2 separate regions of the Rattus norvegicus genome follow, and region 2 is linked to region 1. The links are chromatin contacts, called in public Hi-C maps. All regions are on one chromosome and are shown on one strand. The core of a region is the stretch at or near the end of the contact, and the rest is flanking DNA. Distances in the headings are between cores, read along the strand shown. Region 1 has its middle 97 kb from the start of Rybp. Region 2 holds the start of Rybp (RING1 and YY1 binding protein).

The links. Hi-C and Micro-C count contacts between places; a contact is called where the count stands out from the background.
Region 2: a Hi-C map of liver shows a contact between it and region 1, with 2.4 times the contacts expected there. The contact joins the promoter of Rybp here to the enhancer-like site in region 1. A contact is called at or near these places in 2 of 12 Hi-C or Micro-C datasets (frontal cortex and liver).

Annotation. Positions count from the first base shown.
Region 1 is chr4:134,385,591-134,390,390 of GRCr8, reverse strand. No RefSeq gene overlaps it. Among named protein-coding and RNA genes, the nearest start is that of Rybp, 97 kb to the left of the region's middle. Within about 2 kb of position 2,945, at least 19 of the 93 cell types and tissues checked have an H3K27ac peak or open chromatin away from gene starts, as enhancers often do. A contact at or near this core is called in liver, where this site is marked.
Region 2 is chr4:134,482,484-134,487,283 of GRCr8, reverse strand. Rybp (RING1 and YY1 binding protein) reads left to right here and starts at 2,552. Exons shown (of 5, transcript NM_001399600.1): 1 at 2,552-2,664; 2 at 3,304-3,429. The coding sequence starts at 2,633.

The sequences.
Region 1 (4,800 bases), core at 1,696-4,195:
TGCAATACACATTGATTCATCCTTGTCTGGGTGCTGGTGTCCCCTTTAAGGTGGTCTGACAAGCTGTTAGAAATGACAGGCGCGGGGTTGTGGATTTAGCTCAGTGGTAGAGCGCTTGCCTAGCAAGCGCAAGGCCCTGAGTTCGGTCCCCAGCTCCGAAAAAAAGAACAAAAAAAAAAAAAAAAAAAGAAATGACAGGCGCCCCCTCTGACTGGCATTGGGCCCAGCCTTTTCCTTCCGCCAGCCCGTGGTGAGGAGGAAGTTGCAATTCCTCAGAGTCCATTGTTTCAGTCGTCTGATAGCCAAGAGGAAGGGTATGAGCTTGGCATCCAAATATCCCCCTCTCCTGCCAGAGCTGTTCTAGGAGCTGCTTGTGATCTCCTTCGGGCCCAGTTGTATTTTCCTTGCCTCTGTCTTCCCACCTGTGCAGTGGGAGAGTTGGATGGTCCTCCTTCCTGGGTGACTTATGAGACTCAGCAGCAGGAGCAGGTGAGGACCACGTCAATGTCAGCTTTAACGTCTGCTCTGTGCCATCCCAGAGCTGGCACATTGAGGGGCCAGAGCCGAGAGCTGGACAGGATGGGGTCCAGAGCCACCTCAGCCTGAGTGGGCTTGGGGAGGGCACGAGGACACCCTATCTGGCCAGCAACTTCCTCTCAAGAGGGACTCAGATAAGAGGTCCAGCCTGCTTCCTTCCTGACTTCCGGGATCCCAGCTTGTTTCTGTATCCTCCTCCTCTCCTCCTCTTTCTCCTCAGGCTTAATTGGGCAGCTGTGGAGGCTCCACAGGCACTTAACCTTCTCTGAGGCCTCTGGGGAGAGAATTAGCTCTAATCCTGTGCTGCCTCCCTGCCTGGCTCAGGAAGTGTCAGAGGGCAGAGCCAGGCCACTGCCTCCCAGGGAGACAGAATCCTTGCCCCTATGTCCTGTAGCAGTAGGGGACAAAGCCAAGCCAGTCACCTTCCTCCTGCCTCCTTCACCCTCTAAGCCCTGCCCTGTCTGAAGGAAAATGCAGTGGGTACCAGGACAGAATTGTTTCTGTTTCTAGTGAAAGCGTCAGGAACAAGTGAGGGAGATGGCTGCGTCATAAAGTGCTTGCCACGCAAGAGTGAGGACCCAAGTTCACATCCCTGGCATCTAAAAGATGAGCTAGGCACAATCAGTGATCTCATCACTGGGAGGCAGAGACAAGGGAATCTCTGGTGCTTACTGGCCAGCCAGCCTAGCCCTACCCAAGGGCTCCAGGTTCAGAGAGAGAGAGAGAGAGAGAGAGAGAGAGAGAGAGAGAGAGAGAGAGAGAGAGAGAGAGAGCGCCAGCCTCACAAACGTAAGGTAAAGAATGACTGAGAAAGACAGGACCTCAGACTCTGGCCTTGGCACATGTACTCACCCCTATATGCACTGCTGCATTCACAAATGTGTGCATAGGCCACAGACCCACCCCTGTCTCCATCAAATGAGTGAGCTTTTAATAACATGCTATTTAACCTGGTATATCCCAATATGATCTTTCAATATATTATTATTATGCATAGGTGTGTGTGCGTACGTGTGTATGTGTGTGTGTTTCATATGTGTGTGTGGACCATGTGGAGACAGGAGGAGAATGAGTATCACATCCTGCCTTTTTTTCTTTGAGGCAGGGACTGTCACTGAACCCGAAGTTCTCCAGTGGCCCATGAGCTCCTGGGAAATGCCCATCTCAGTCGCCCAAGTTCTAGGGCTACAGAAAAACCCATCTACACCCAGCTCTTAATGTAGATGCTGGGGATTTGAACTCAGGTCCCTGTATTTGCACAGCAAGAGTCCTTACAGAGCCATCTCGACAGCCCAGCTTTCAGCAAGACAGCCTTACATTCTTCATTGCATACCGAACTATCAAGTTTGATGTGTGTCCTGTATGTTGACCGAAAATCTCAGCTTTCATACTTCCTAGCAATATTGGATCTGTGTTTAGCTCTCATAAAGTTGAAATAATTTTCTAAAAAGTACTCAAGTCATCCCAGAGTGACATAAAATGTCCCATAGTGGCACTAAGCATCAGCGTTTCAGGTTAATTTTAAGTTAATTACAGTGAAATATTCTGAGCACCTCAGCTCAAGCATTACACTCATCAAGGTTTGGGAGGCCCCCTAGAGCTAGTTGGCACTATGTGTGACAAGACAGTGTGGGCCTTAGCCTAGAACTCCTATACCTGTTCTTCAGATGGTCTGCCCAGAAAAGTATGAATTAGGAACTTGGCCTCCAATTTGCTGTGTGACCTGTACCTTTCTTGGTCTCTCTGAGTCTTTTCTTTCCCAGCAGTGAAAGCCTTTCATTCAAATGCAGTAAGTTCTTCCAATTGCCCCTGGCTTGACCTAGGTTCTTGGAGAACACCCAGCTCTCCAAGGATCCTTCATATTCCTTACTTGGTTCCGTTCTGGATTGAGACAACTAGACAACGGCAGTAGTGGCACTGATTTCTGTGGAACCCTGACTACATGGCAGGCCCTTCTGGGAGTCCTGACACCAGCTAAAACCTTTGCATATCAGATACCTTTGTAGGTGGTGCTGGGATCTCCTATGGGAAATCTGACTGCACAGAGAACTTAAGTCCTTTGCCTGAGGTCACTCAGCTTGGTGGCAGATGTGTTTGAACCTGGGCTTCCCAGGTGTCACACACAGTCTTGCATCACCCTTTGTTCCTGTGAGGACTGGAAGTTGTGGGGGCTGGGAAGTTGTGGGGGCTGGGAAGAGGAAAGAAGTGCAACAATGGGCAGTTTCATGATCAAGAAGGACTGTCCCTCCAGTATCTCCCATGCCTTTGTTAGGGGCTATCTCTGCTCCGGATTTGGGGGTGGAAGGAGGCCTGCAGTAGGGTATAGCGGGCCACATGGCTCAGCTCTGATCCGCCTTGCAGTGTGGGCAAGTCTGGTCACAGTTGCTGGCACAGCTAAGCCTGCCCAGCCAGTGTGTCACATGGACTAGGAGGAGCAGCTGAGCTGAGGCCCAGGACCTGGGCCAGGGACCAGAGCCAGCAAGGCATCAGGCTTCAGCTTTGAGTCATGATTTCACCTCTGTTAATGTGCTTTCCCAATTGGGACCACGTCTTACCCTTCCCTGACCCCACCTCCTGTCTTCTGTTCTGTCTCCTTCCTTTCTTCCATACTACCCATCTACCCACTTGGTATTTGCTAACCTTGACAAGTTCTAAGGATGCTGGAGATGCTCCAGAACCTAGGAAATATTATGGTTTTGTTGTTTTGTTTTGTTTTTTTGTGTTTTGCTTGTTTGTTAGTTTTTGAGCCAGTTTCATGTAGCCCAGGCTAGCCACAAACTTGCTATATAGCCAAGGATGACCTTGAACTTTTGATCTTCATACCTCCATATTCTAAGGGTTGGGACTAAAGGTGTGTGCCACTATGCTTCCTTTATTCAGTCCTGGGGATTGAACCCAGAGCTTTGTTCACGCTGGGCAAGCACTCTGTCCACTGAGCTGCGTTGCCATTATGGTCTGTTTGGATGAACCCATGAATAAACCTGCAGTTTCAGATTACAGAGGAGACATGAACTCTTTAAGAGTAATACCGAGTTTGGGGGATTAGTTGTGCTCCACATATGGGACCACTAGAGACCAAGCTTGTAGACAAACAATATGTTGGACAGATGTCCACCCCTCTAGGGTGGGGGGATCCAGGTCCATGGATAAAGTATGTAGTTCTGGGTCTCATCCAGCTTTCACTCCAGCTCAGTTATAGTAGGCTTCCTCAGAGTCTTTCTCAATGCTTGGTCCATCCTCTGTTCTGTGTAGAACAATCAGCCATGTGAGTGGTTCAGGTGCTGTAGCTTACAAGTTCCATGTCCTCTACAGGCTTAGATGTGTGCTCCTTAGAAGCCACATGCTCTTAGCTGGTCATATCATTTCCAAAGGTTGGGGAACCTGTAGGTCATAGGGTGCCAGCTTGGGGTGTTACATCCTATTTTCAACCGAAGCTCTCTCTGAATCCTGGTTAGCTGAGATTCAAGGAGTTGCCTCAAATGTCCACCGTCATGAACAGCACAATGCCTTCCCCTCCATCATGGACTGTATACATGCTCAAATCATGAGTCCAGATATACCTTCCTTCTCTTAAGTTACTTCTGTTAGGTATTTTTGTCACAGTGACAGGAAAGTGACAGGAGACCAACTATCTGCTGCAGTAATAATGGCATGGGTCAAGGATGAGTGGGGTAGTCCTCCCACCTGCACCCCCCCAGTCCCCATCTTTCCTCCCCCCATCTCCCCTCCCCTTGCCTTCTTTCTCAGCTGTTTACTGACAGTCTAGGAGGTCCCTCAGGGCTCTTGAGTACAGTAAGGGAGACCTTATTCGCTGAAGAGAAGGCCCCTCATGGTAAAGAGTAGGCGGGGTACTGAGAGCTCAGAGGCAGGCTCCTGCCATGTAGACTGTTGGTGAAAGGAAGGGATGGGGGGATGGGGCCCTACAACATTGATGGAAGCCATCTGGATGAAGAAGGGAGGAAAAATGGTCCAGGGAGAGGTAACTGATTGTGCAAAGGCACAGAGACAGAAGGACTGAGATCCCTATACACTTAACCTACACTGTGGACACATTCCTTCTTGTAGGAGTCTGCCGGGGGGTGGGGAATGCCAAAGAACTGAGAGAGGAAGACAAATGGGTCAGATAACTTATGAAGGGTCTGATAAGTTGATGGAGGAGGTTGGGTGTTACTGGGGAATCCCTGGGAAGCCTTGAGCAGTTAAGAGCCACAGAGCTATGAGTTTTGGCTTATAGTTTAGAATGATCGTGCTGCTTTCGTCTTT
Region 2 (4,800 bases), core at 1,303-3,802, 97 kb before region 1:
GATTGAAGTGGGGCCGCACCACACTTGCTGTCCTTTCTTTCCTGAGCTCAAGTGTAGGAGCCAGAGGACGAGGGAGGGGCTTTCACCTCTTACTTGCAATGTTTGAAGGAAGATCTGCAGGCTACCCAGCTCAAGTCATGGAGCATGAGCCCCCAAATCTAGGGGTGGGGTGTTCCTGGAACTAGAAAGACACTTCTGATGGAATCTCATTTCCCACAACTGAATAAAATCAGAATTCCTGAGACAATAGTGGAATAAGAATCTGCTGTCTCTTAGTAAGTTCCTAGAAATAAATGAGCTCTTTTGAAAAGGTAACACAAGACGAATGCGCACACACACCCCACAAAAGACATCCTGGAAAAGGTGTCCTAAAGATAAAGGATGGTGTGGTTGCCATGGGATGCTACCAGATTAAGCAAAGAAAGGGGTGTGAACTTGGATGCAGGCAACAGAATGGAAGAATATCAAAGAAAGTCTGCCTATTCAGAAGTGTCAGCCAGGGGCTGAGAGTGTAAGTCAGAGGCAGAGCTTGCCTACCATGATTCCATCTCTACCACAGAGAGGAAAACGTTCCGCCCAGGCATACCAAATGACTCTAGGGATAGTTCATGAAGAGACAAAACTGATGTTGGCTGACCAAAGTTGAAGTAAAGTGATTGCCTTGGTTGGAGGCTAGGCAGGTTGGAGGATGGTGAAAAGAACACCCTTACCTACATGGTGTAGACAAGGCCATGACTAATCTGCACTGAGGTGCAAGACTGAAGTTTGTGTTTTACTTCTACATAAAAAATAAAGTCAGTCTCCTTCCTATGACCTGTGGATCCCACCTACCCTCTCTTGACTTCGGGGAGATCATTTATTCTTTTTACTTATTCTTTGCATTTGCCCAGTGCTTGGGAATCAAACCCAGGACCTCCTGCTTGCTAGGCAGGAACTAAGCTGCATCAGTTCCTTCAGTGGTTCCCTGCCTCCCCCTCCAAAGAGATTTTTTTTTTTTTTTTTTTTTTTAAATGCACCAGGGGCAGAATGCTGGAAATACTCCAAGCCGACCCTAGGGGCCAAGGCTGCTGGCCCAGGGCCATGCCTTGACATGCACATTCCTTGGTTATCTCTGGCCCCTTTGCCCCTGGGACTTCATCCTTCCTCCTCTTCCTCCTTCACTCCTAAGAAGTAAGTGGCCCAGGTCTCAGAGGTTGCTGACCCTTGCTGAACACTGTAGCTGGCCCTCCTGGGTGTGCCTGCCTGGAGGACATCTAGTGCTGATCAAGTTTATCTTAGTCACAGAGCCTCCCTCTGTTATTCTCTCCCTTCAGATCCCAGGACTTCCTGCTTTCTGGCTCTCCTGGAACTTCAGTGGGTCTCCCGCTTTGCTCCTCTCCCTAGAGCCAGTCCTGATAACTACCTACTTTGAGTTTGCAAGTCAACCAGAGCTCTTGCTCTTATCGGTCCCCCACACCCCATCTCTGCCCCCACCTTTTAGCATCACCTATTGGTCCTGTTTCTCGCCCCTCCGCTCCCGACCTGGGGCTTCCTTTAATCGTAAGACATTCCCCCACTTGGTTCCTTGTAGTGCCTGGGGGTAGAGGGTCCTGAGTCACAAAACCCTGTAGCAAGAGCATGCTTGGAGCAAGGCAGAAAGTGAGGGGTACCAATTTTCTCCCAATCTCAGACGCCGGAGGGAACGGAGTCGGGCCCTGGTACTTCCTAAGTGCGGGGTACAGGTTAGAGTGCTTTTCATCCACCGTGCCCTTCCTGGGAGGAGCGTTAGGAGCCTCATTTCGCAGAGGCAGGAACCGCGACACGAGGTTGGAAAGCGGGCATGTGGTCGCTTGGATCTGAACAGCAACTTCCCCGGGGAAACGCCCTATTTCGGCTGCGGGGGCCCGAGGCTGCGCCACACCCTCTCCAGAGTTCCCTCCGGCGCCCCGGCTCAGGAGGGTGCAGGTCTGGCTGCCGCCCGAGAGGGCCGCTTGGGGAAGACAGCCACAAAGCCCCTCGTGGCAGAAGCGGCAGTGCGGGAGACGCGGGCCTCGAGGCGCAGCCCCCCGCGGCGCGCGCAAACTGCGCGGAACTACTTCAGCGGAGCCGCTGCGGGGCCAGAGTCCCAGCGTCGGCCGCACAGGGCTCCGCAGCGAGTGGGGGCCGCCACAGAGCCACGGGGGCCCGCGGGCACGGCCACGTGCTCCCTGCCGGGCTCGCACGCTCAGACGCGCCGGGGCCGCGGGGGCCACCGGCAGGCACGCGCGCCCCCCGCGCGCACACACACTCCCGGGCACGCACGCCGGCCGCCCCGCCCCCCCGCGGCGCCACGCCCTCCCGCGCGCTACGCCACGCCCCCGCGGCGCCGGTCGTCGTCCTCTTATTGGTTGCCCGGTGTATGACGCGCGGCGCCCGGCCCCGCCCCTCGTCAGTCACTCGGCGGAGGCGGCGCTGGCGGGGACTAGTCTCGTCCGGAGACTGGCGGCGGCGGCAGCGGCGGCGGCGGCGGCGGCGGCGGCTGGAGCTCGAGCCCAGCGGCGGAGGGCGGGCGGGCGGCGCGGGAGGGCGGGGGCCGCTCCGCGACGCTGCGGACCGCGCTTCTCCTCTGAGCGGAGGCGCGCGCAGCTGTGGGGCGCCGGGGGCCAGCCCGTCCATGACCATGGGCGACAAGAAGAGCCCGACCAGGTACCTGCCGGGCGCCGAAGGGGCGGAAGGGGAGGGCGGCCGCGGCGGGCGGGGACACCGGCGACTAGGCCGGAGCGGCCGCGCGGGGGAGGCGCGCTAAGATGGAGACCCGGGGGCGGAGGGAGGCGGTGTCGCTCCGCTCGGGCCGGCGGCCGTGCGCGCCGCAGCCATGGCGGCTCCTCCTCAGCCGCCCTCCGCCGTCGCCGCTCCGCCCAGACAAAGGGAGATTTAACCAGGTGGGGCGGGCGGGAGGGCGCGAGCAGGGGCGGGCAGCGCGCGGCGCCGGCCCCCTCCGCGCCGCCGCCCGGCCGTCCCGGCTGCTCGCCGCCTTCGGGATCCGGCCCGCGGCCCGCGCCGCGCCCCCGCCGCCCCGCGCTCGCGCCCACGAGTCGGCCCGCTTCCTGCGCTCGGCGCGGCCCCGCGTGAGCCGTCGCCGCCGTCAGGCGCTCGGTGCCCGGGGCCGGAGGGGGCGCCCGGCTCCGCGTTGCCGGTCGGCCTCTCGCCCCAGTGCCCGCCAGTGGGGTGGATGGGTGGTCGCTGCGAGAAGTTTCCAGCGTCGGATTCCTGTGAATTGACGACGGCTTACCAGCGTTTGTTTTCTCTTCTCTATTCTCTCCTCGGTTCTCCACTCCTCGGAAGGCCAAAAAGACAAGCGAAACCGGCTGCAGACGAAGGCTTTTGGGATTGTAGCGTCTGCACCTTTAGGAACAGCGCCGAAGCCTTTAAATGCAGCATCTGCGATGTGCGGAAAGGCACCTCCACCAGGTACTGGAAGACCTGTGCTAGCTTTTGTTGAAATACTTGTTTTGGCTTTATTTATTGTGCGGAGAGGGGAGTGAGTCGTACTTTCATTATTATTGATCGCCCTCTTGCCAACTTGTTGATTACGACCCTTAGCATTTGGGGATGGGCGATGTGGTTGGGGTTGCGTGCCATTTCAAGTTGCGTTCAGTGCCTCGTGCTAAAATAAAGGATTTATGGGAGGGATTTTCCCCAGGTTTTCCTCTTGTTTCAGACATTGGATTTATTTGACATTTGCATCCTTTGGCTTGTTGCTATTGGCTCCCACCGGGGAGAGAGAGGAAGGGAATAGTGATGGATCATAGGACATTGGACATTTTGGTATTTGTTGTGTGCAGAGTAGTTTTAATTTGTCCAGAATTAGTTTTTTCCTGAGTTTAATGGTGGTATGGTGGTACAATAAGACTGGGTCGTGCCTTTTGTCTGTCTTGGGTTGGAAATATCTCTTTTTTGCACTTGAAGATACATCCTGGAGGGTTGGAAAAAGTGTATTTGTGGGGCAAGGGGCCTGCTGATGTGTCTTTTGTTAGTAGCTTATGTAGAATGGTGTGAGATGTTGAGGTGAATAGACTTAAGTTAGTGTTAATGGCTTTGTGTTAAAACATTGAAAGGGATTCGTTTATATTAAGATGAGAGTGGTTAGCTGCATGTGGTAGCAAATGAGTTCGAACTATTTGTAGAGTAACATTAAAACTAGTTCTATAGTCCTGCAGCTGTTTTAAACTTTGATTTAGAATTTCTGTTTCGAAGAGTTAGGTTATGGCGTTCTTGCTCCCATTTAAAGGGACTGTATTTAGAGCACATAAGAAAGTGAGAGTTAGCTTAGGACTCATCAGGCGTCCAGGTTGAAGGCTAAATGTTTCATTACAGCAGGTGCTTGCTTTTGAATTGGCAGCATACCATTGTGACTAGTTCCACCTGGATGTTCTGAGCGAGGTGCCTTGTCAGGGTCTAGTTGCTTTACTTACATCTGGGATTAAGGAGGCTTCAGCTGTAAGTCTTAATTGGAATGAATTGCTCCAGTTACTGGGGAATTTTGTGAATTTCACTATTAAGAAATGAGACCTTTGAATCAAAACTCAAGAACTGAAGTTTATTTCCCTGTAAGTAGTTTTGTTTTTCTACTAAAATGGCATCTCACTATATTTAGAGCTAATCTGGAACCACAATCCTGTTACTCAGCCTCACTGCACCCAGCTAGTAGGATTTTTTTTTTATATATATAAGTAAATTCACATTAGTTTTTTGTATCATACTAGATTTAGTTAAGTGGAAAACCCATTTCTTAGGATTTGTTCTGCTGTCTAAAATCGGAGATTCCATCACACAGCATGA